3 separate regions of the Gossypium hirsutum genome follow, and regions 1 and 2 are each linked to region 3. Evidence: chromatin contacts called from public Hi-C data. All regions are on one chromosome and are shown on one strand. The core of a region is the stretch at or near the end of the contact, and the rest is flanking DNA. Distances in the headings are between cores, read along the strand shown.

Region 1 (2,740 bases), core at 11-2,510, 250 kb before region 3:
AAAGCGATTAATTGGATAATTTGACTAAAGTTAAACCTGCCAAGAAATTGAGGAAAAAGACTTGTGCAACTGTATATAATGTCGAAGCTGAAGCTCGAACATTAGTTCCTTTCTCAACCAATCATCAAGTTTCCCATCTGTTTTTTTCCTAGTTCGTTCCAAAATTTTTATTGAGAGAAATTAGAGTCAACGTTGGATCGAATCGAGTCAAATTTAGTGAAAAAGTTTCGAATTAACTGAGTTGATGAGTCTTATTTTATTATTCTAATTTAATTTAAATTTTTTTCGAATCAAGTTGAATAAATTAAAATTCAAGCTAGATTAAATCGAGTAAAATAGTTCGAGTTAAATTAAAAGCTTAAACATGACAAATTAAAATATTGTTATAATATAATTAATTCCATATTAGAGCACATAAATTTAAAATTATATATATTTGAAAACTTTTTCAAAGCAAGATAATAATAAAAATATGATATTTTAGTATGACAAACTTAAATTATTAATTAACTTATTTAGGTTCCAAAATTATTATTTTAAAAAAATTTTAGAATTTTTATAAATATTTTGATTTTTGAATTTTTTTTGAATTTTTTGTTGGGAGAGATCAGTTTATTCGTTTTCTAACCTTAACAAGGATAAAAAAGATATGTGTACTAATCTGTTATTCAAACCGTAAAAATTAACTTAAAACTCGAATTAATTATTTAAATTTGACTTGAATAATTTAAAATTTAATTTTTTTTAATTTTTTCGAAGTGAACTTTGTTGAACTCTAGTACAACCTGATATGCCTCTGCTATGTCACCGTGACGCATTCACTTTGCTCTGATATTTGAAAAGCAAAAATGCGAATTAGAGGGAAACCCCCTCCCCTAAAAACAAAAAGCAAACAGTGGGAAAGCGTTAAGCATGGTGTGAAGATGGCTATTTGTCCTTGTAAGCATAACACAACACAATCTGTATGCTCTATGTTGTTACCAAAAACCATAGGTGACAAGAAGTCAACAACATAAAAATAGAACAATGTATTCTTTGGCTTACTGTAGTATCATAGACTAGTAGAAGAAAGTAGTTTCTATTTCTAACACAACAAAATAAAATAAACACAATGGTGGTGTTGGTGTAAGCTAAGGCTGAGTTAATGGGGGAGCTTTACAATGCACATTCTCTCTTTTCGTTTTCTGTAACAGTTAGCCAGTGACCCACTCCTGCAGTCCTGCTCACCATCTCCTAATCTCAACTCTAACAGACCATTTCCAAGTGAAGAGAAAGTGAACCAACAATTTACCCAACAACCATCTGTTTTAGGCTTTTAGCTCCTACACTACATTATATTTTTATTTATATTTTATATATAATAAATGTAATAGAATAGTAACAAAAGTACAGGACTCTCTTTATAAAATCCAACCCCACTCAGCAACATTGTTGTCAAGTCTACTTTCTTGTCTCTCTTTCTTACTCTGATTTTTATTTTTTATTTTTTATATTTCCGTTCTCTTAGACTTATCTGAGGGGAAAAAAAAAAAAACAAAAACAAAAGAAGTAGACACCATGCTTGGTTTAGCCTGGAGATCAGTAGCATTGGGCTTAATTCTACTTGAGGTTTGGTTTTCTGTTCAAGTGGAGTGTTTTCCGGCTCTGTTTGATCGGATATCTCAACTACCGGGTCAACCCAAAGTCGGGTTTCAACAGTATGCGGGCTATGTGACCGTTGATAAGAGAAAGCAGAGAGCTTTGTTTTACTACTTTGCTGAAGCTGAAGTAGATCCAGCATCCAAACCTCTTGTCCTCTGGCTCAATGGAGGTCTCTCACTTTTTTCAGTCTCTCGTTTTCAGGCCTACAAGATAATGCTTCTATCACGTTTTCTAAGTTCCTGTTGTGAATTATAGGACCTGGATGCTCTTCACTGGGGGTTGGAGCCTTCTCTGAGAATGGACCGTTTAGGCCTAGCGGGGAAGTGCTGGTCAAGAACGAATATAGCTGGAATAGAGGTATGCTTATGTATTTACGGTTGTTTGTTCATGTTGTTAATTATGGTGTTTTTGCATTACTGGTAAGTGGATAGGGGTTTTTCAGATCTTAGAAACACATGCCTGCACAAGCACAAGTTGATTGTTAGCAATCTCATTCTATTGCAGAGGCCAATATGTTGTATTTGGAGGCCCCAATTGGAGTTGGCTTCTCTTATTCCGCTGACGACTCCTCTTATGAGGCTGTTAATGACAAGATCACTGGTACCACTCTCTCCAATCTAAACCCATTTTCCCTAATGTTCACTCACTTTAATGTATGCAAATAACCTTAAGTTGTAGAAGAAACAGAGTTTCTATACTGAATATTCAATAGAGCTTCTTTGCCTTTTTATTTTTTATTTATTTCGGGGTTATCTTACTTTTTCCCCTTCTTTTTTTGATTTCTTTTATCACGCAAAGGGGTCCGAGAATATTTCACAATGCTGTAGTGACATTGCCGTCCGTATTTGTCTTTCACTTTACAATGATGCCATGTTCATTCATCACTGTTCTTTTTTCGTTTTTTTTTAAAATTTCTTTTACTTGTCTTACAAAAGTTTATCTCCCCAAGTTACCTTTCATCTTTCTAACTTTTGTCTCTTTTGTTATTGTAGCTAGGGACAATCTGGTATTTTTGCAAAATTGGTTCCTCAAATTCCCCCAGTACAAGAATAGAAGCCTCTTCATTACAGGGGAAAGCTATGCTGGTATCATTTAGCTG
Region 2 (2,943 bases), core at 157-2,656, 140 kb before region 3:
CCTATAGTTTCAATTTTCAGAAAATACATCTTATCGCAAACCAGGAGAGATCAAGGATCACTCTTTAAACAATCTTTTAAACCCACCAATCATGGATACTGATAGTCAAGCTAGATATCGAACTAGGCACATGCTCCAACTCTATTTAGAATAAAATAAATCTCCCCAAATCTACAAAACATTTTTTATGCAAAATATACAACCATTAATTATACAAAAACTACCGCTGATCTAGCCAAATTCTTTGAAGCAGCCATTAGAAAGATAAAATTAATGGGGAAAATATTCCCCTTTTATTTTGTTTCTTTTGCCTTATTTTCTCCGACAACCAAAGGGGAACAAAGCACTGAAGGTTACAAAAATGGCAATCAAAATAAGCAACCTGAAATAATTCAGCTAAATATGTAAACAATTTTGGAGGGTGGAGGGGGGGGGAGTATGTAAATCTACAATGTCCTCGACTTCGTTCCAGCTAAGTAAAGAACGTCGAGAGAGAGAAACCTGCTTGCGAAACATGGGAGAGTCATCGAGCTTAGCGAAATGCATTGTGGAGGCCAAGATTCTTTCTTCTCTTCACGATAAAATCTTAATTAACATTACATCAATGCTCGATCCTTCGTAGAATAAGACTAAACCCCTGAGATCTCCCCTTCACTCTGATTCAAACCCTCCCAAAAAGTAAAGACGAGGTGACTTGACAACAGTCGGCTTCCAGAGCAAGAAATTCAGCTCCATCAACTCGATTCACATGGATTTCACGGCATTTAATTTAACAGAAAGTTTTTTTTTTTAATCTTGTTTACAGTTCTTTTTTTCGCTTTATGTGTAATACTATTTGCTTTGAGGTTTCAATTTAACACAAAGAAAGGTAAAAAAATATATATAACCGAAAGAAGATAAATAAAATAAAACCCTAGAAAAGAGAAAGTGGAGGAGGAAGGAAGGGACAAGAAAACATAAGATTTTATTAGAGGAAGTGGAGGTTGTTTTTAAGGGTGAGAGCCTTGGGAATTGAGAGAGTGAGTGAGTAAGGAAGAAACTAAAACAAAAAGGAAAAAGAAAAAGAAATTAATTAGTCCATTTTCCATACATTAAACCTAAAAAATGTCCATAACATGCGTGAAGGTGAGACACAAAGACAACTTAGATAAAAGCGAAAACACACAGACATAATTAGCCCTTCCCTTCCCTTACTTTTTTTTTTCCTTTTAATCTACGATTTCGTTTAGTGGAGCCAAAATTTTTAACAGCGTGCTGTGGATACCAAAACCTACGTCGTCGTTTCGAGGATGTTCTTGAAAACGGCGTTACGACTGTGTGTTTCTGACAGGAGCTACCTTCCTTACCCCTCCCTCATTCAGAGAGAAAAAAAGGGGAAAAGAGAAAGGTGAAGAGTACAAGTGGAGAAGCGTGTAATGAAATATCTACTTTTTGAAGTTTGAATTGGTGGGAGATTGGAAAATAACGCGCCATGAGCGAGTGGTAGTAGATCATAGAAACTGAAAGATGCTTCTGTCTCGCTAACTCAGCAATCGAGGAAGCGGGACCCAAACTAGAACTACTCTCTTTCCTCTTCCATTTTGATTTTCTTGCTCCGGTCGGTCCCGTCACCTGCCAAATTTTAATTATCATTCTTTTTGGATAATTGAACGCAATCTGCATAGATTACATTTCCATCCATTGTATTCATATATGTTCCAAATCTTAATTAATCATAATAATTTTTTATAAATTCGAATATTTATTCTTTCTAAATGTAAATTTCTCTGAGACTTGGTGTTGATCAAAATATCTAGCATATATATTATGAATCGGTGGAAAGAGAGGAGGGCGAAGGGTGGGGACCTGAAAATTAAAATTGTAATGGAAAGGCAACCAAGAAATTTCAGCCTTACTTGAGCACAGTTACTCAACTCATCACCGCCCCCAAAATATCTGCAACAATTGAACATGACATTTGTTGTGGGCATTTTTGTTCTGGGCAGTCGAGATGATAGATCCTCTCCTCTGCTCTTTGAGACAGTATTTCTTGGGACCTAAATTTGCTTTTCGTCCATCATATGTTAAGTTCTATATTTCGGGATAGCATTTCTCGAGCTTTGTTACTGGGATATGAGAACATGTTTGATTGGGATTTTTTCCTTTTTGGTATGACAGTCATTTTATTCGAGCTAAAAAGATGGAGGCTCTTGATTGCTTTGCCGACTATTTTACCTATTTTCATGGATTCTTATAAAAGGTGATGGTCATGCTTGCTAGAATGTAGCAACGAGCTACTTTATCAAATTTCTTTCAACGTTTTCTAGTCTCGGCTTCAGTGATCGGAGAACCATTATTATCAATAACTGTTTTAGTTTGTTACAGTTCATGATAATCATGAAATTCCTGTTGTATTCCTTATTTTCATTCAGTTTGTTCTTTGTCACAGCTCATAACAATTATGAAGTTCCTATTCTATCCCTTAGTTATTTTCATTCAGTTTGTTGTTACTAAGTATGTTTAGTAAGTGAATAAGTATCATTTTCAAATTAAAAATAAAATATTCATTAATTAATATTTTTGTATTAAACAAATATTTGAAAAGCCTTTTGCAATATTTAATATGCATTAAGATGATGCATACGTTTAAATTAAATCTTGAAAATATTTGTATGTCGTTGCAACGATAATTCCTACAAACATTGAATTAAGTCACATTGGGGCAATATTAATCAACTAGTAAGAACATGGATTTCCATCCAATTAATACGTGAACCTAATTTCTTAGGTATTCACACGTACTAATAATTGCTTCGCATTTGGCCATCATTCTAACTTTAGTAGATCTTTGTGGGAAGTTACTTAATTAGAATGATGTTTAGTGTATAACCATTAAATCAACACCCATCACATCATGTACCAAAAATGAGTCGTCTTGGGACAATCTCAGCGAGTAACATGTAT
Region 3 (3,075 bases), core at 406-2,905:
CCCCAGCTTTGCATTACCAACTTTGTGTTTTTTGACCATAATCTCATCTTGAGAATCATCCAACGTTTTCCTCTTCTGGCTACTACCATAAAAGGGTCTCTTCTCCAAAGGAATACTTTGGAGTCTGGGGCTAACTCTAGTATTTGGTGTCTTTCTTGAATCGGGTACATTCTGTATCTTCCCAATGTTTGAGTTATCACCATTTGGTAGATTTTGAAACCTTGGGCTAACTCTAGTATTTAACGTCTTTCTTGAGTCAGTTGCATCCCATGTCTTCTCAATGTTTGCGTTATCAACATTTGGTACATTTTGGAACCTTGGGCTAACTCTAGTATTTGATGTCTTTATTGAGAGAGTTGCATCCCTTAATTTCTCATTATTGGAGTTATCACCATTAGGTAGATTTTGGAACCTTGGGCTAACTCTAGTATTTGATTTCTTTCTTGGGTCGGTTGCATCCCATATCTTCTCAAATTTTGGTAGATTTTGGAACCTTGGGCTAACTCTATTTGATGTCTTTGTTGAGGGAGTTGCATCCCTTTTCTTCTCATTGTTGGAGTTACCACCATTAGGTAGATTTTGAAACCTTGGGCTAACTCTAGTATTTGATGTTGTTCTTGAGTCGGTTGCATTCCATATCTTCTCAATATTTGGTAGATTTTCGAACCTTGGGCTAGCACTAGTATTTGATGTCTTTGTTGAGAGAGCTGCATCCCTTTTCTTCTCATTGTTGGAGTTACCACCATTAGGTAGATTTTGAAACCTTGGGCTAACTCTAGTATTTGATTTCTTTCTTGTGTCAGCTGCATCCCGCATCTTCTCAAATTTTGGTAGATTTTGGAACCTCGGGCTAACTCTAGTATTTGATATCTTTGTCGAGTCAGTTTCATTCCGTATCTTCACAATCTTTGAGTTAGGGCTAGCTCTAGTATTTGATTTCTTTCCTGAGTCAGTTGCATTCCTTATCTTCTCAATGTTTGAGTTCCCAACATTTAGTAGATTTTGAAACCTTGGGCTAACTCTAGTATTTAATGTTTTTCTTGATTTTGTTGCATTCCATATCTTCTCAATGTTCGATTTACCACCGTTTGGTAGATTTTGAAACCTTGGACTAACTCTTCGCTGTATTTCCATTTAAAAAATTGAAACCACGCTACAAGATCTGCATGCAGAGGAATATTAGAATGTCGGAGTAAGCGGAAATACAAAAGAAATTTTCTACTAAAAACACGTCTACAGATCACACTAGCTCTCTAAATTTTCATAGAAAAAAAAAGAATGGAGTGAATTAGCAGAATCGATTTCAAGGTGCGTAGTAAATCTTTGAGAACATAAAGAACCAGCATTGTTTTATTAGACTCATTCTAGATGGAAAATTGATTTGCAAGTATAGAAAAAAAAATCGAAGAAAAAGGAGGGAAAAGAGAGTGGAGAAGCCTACCAGTGAAAGGAGAGCTGGAATGTTGGAGGAGACTGAACTGGAAAGTTGCCGTCTTTTAGAATCGAGTCTAGGGTTCGTAAAACTATTCTTCTTGACATGGGTTTTCCGATTTAGAGATTGAGAGCAGCGGGAAAGCTGAGATTTTGACGGATTTGAATAAAAGTCTCAAAGCATGATTCTCACATTCAAGATTCTGCTCTCTCTCATTCAACCTTTTTGCCAATACAATATAATATATATATACATATATAAACATATTATAAAATACAAGTATATAATATTTTAGTGAATACTAGAAAAATAGGTTAAGTAAACTACATTTAAAATGTTAACAAAAATATTAAAAATAAAAAAAAACGCACATGCTTCAAAAAAAATAAAATCAAGTGTTATAATATCTCTTAACTTGTAAGTTTTCATAGTACCAAAAAAATTAAAAATACATGTTTTTTTTAAATAAATATTTTCACTTTAATTAGTAAAAAAAATATCTTCATTCAGACTTTATTTATGATATATTTTTTTATATTATTAAAATACTCTAATTATCATAATAATTAATATGTTTAATTTTATTTATTTAATTAAAAACACATAAAATCATTCATGAAAATTGAGAAAAAAAGAAGTCCAAAATTATATTACTCCAGAGTTTGTGCCACTAGGCATGTCGAGGGACTGTAGGTAAGCCCAAATCAAATTCGAGTAGATTTTTAGGCATTGGGCTTCAAAATTTAGTACGGTGCTCTAAAAGAAAAAATATTTCAAAATTATACATAAATTTTAATTTAATATATAATATTATATATTTAATTTAATTTTAATTCAATTTTCACAATATAATAGCATTGTTATTTATGTGTCATTATTTTTCATCATATTATATAAAAATTGCTAATGCAATATTTTATTAAACTAAAACATAAATTAATAAATTTAAATTATTTTTACGTAGATTAAAAAAATATATATCTTTACCAATGTACTAGTGGAAAGATAATTTAAATTTACGTAGATTATTTCCAAAAAGAATAATTTAAATTATGTGGAAATATTAAAATTTACTAATTCATTTTTTAGTTTAGTAAAATATCAATAAGTAATTTGAATTTTCACTGACTTCAAGAAAAATAATGTTACTTAGATAATATTGTAAGTGTTACATGAAAATTGAATTAAAATTAAAATTTTATGTATAGAATTTGTACTAGACCGAAATTCTTGTATAATATTGTACATTAAATCAAAATTTATATATACTTTTAAGATTTATCTCAATATAAAATAACTAAAATTTAAATTTAAAAACAAGACATAACACAATAATTTAAAACGAATCTAAACCCAAATTTCAAATAAAGTAAACCTTGGATAAACTCAAATCGAACGAAATTCAAAGCATTCTATTTATATCAAGCTACTGCCTCAGAGCCAATTTTCTTCTTTAGCAGACTAATATGGAACACTGGATGAATTTTGGCATCATTTGGGAGCTCTAATTTGTAAGGTACAGCCTACAGGTCCAATTTTTTGAATGATAGTGTAGGGTCCAAAGTATTTGAGATTCTTTCTTGAGCTAGTAAAGTTTTCTTGTAAGGTTGAATCTTCAAAAAAAACCTTATCTCTAATTTGAA

What was found. Hi-C and Micro-C count contacts between places; a contact is called where the count stands out from the background.
Region 1: a Hi-C map of leaf shows a contact between it and region 3, with 2.3 times the contacts expected there. The contact joins the promoter of LOC107952011 here to the promoter of LOC107886726 in region 3. A contact is called at or near these places in 3 of 34 Hi-C or Micro-C datasets (all in leaf).
Region 2: a Hi-C map of leaf shows a contact between it and region 3, with 3 times the contacts expected there. The contact joins the promoter of LOC107886724 here to the promoter of LOC107886726 in region 3. A contact is called at or near these places in 5 of 34 Hi-C or Micro-C datasets (callus, hypocotyl and leaf).

The regions. Positions count from the first base shown.
Region 1 is chrA03:104,483,618-104,486,357 of Gossypium_hirsutum_v2.1, forward strand. LOC107952011 (serine carboxypeptidase-like 45) reads left to right here and starts at 1,261. Exons shown (of 10, transcript XM_016887241.2): 1 at 1,261-1,810; 2 at 1,897-1,998; 3 at 2,146-2,241; 4 at 2,634-2,726. The coding sequence starts at 1,558.
Region 2 is chrA03:104,593,505-104,596,447 of Gossypium_hirsutum_v2.1, forward strand. It overlaps LOC107886724 (ADP-ribosylation factor GTPase-activating protein AGD3), which reads right to left and starts at 1,407. Exons shown (of 19, transcript XM_016810774.2): 1 at 502-1,407. The coding sequence starts at 546.
Region 3 is chrA03:104,730,221-104,733,295 of Gossypium_hirsutum_v2.1, forward strand. LOC107886726 (histone-lysine N-methyltransferase, H3 lysine-9 specific SUVH4) reads right to left here and starts at 1,656. Exons shown (of 17, transcript XM_016810778.2): 1 at 1,442-1,656; 2 at 22-1,162. The coding sequence starts at 1,134.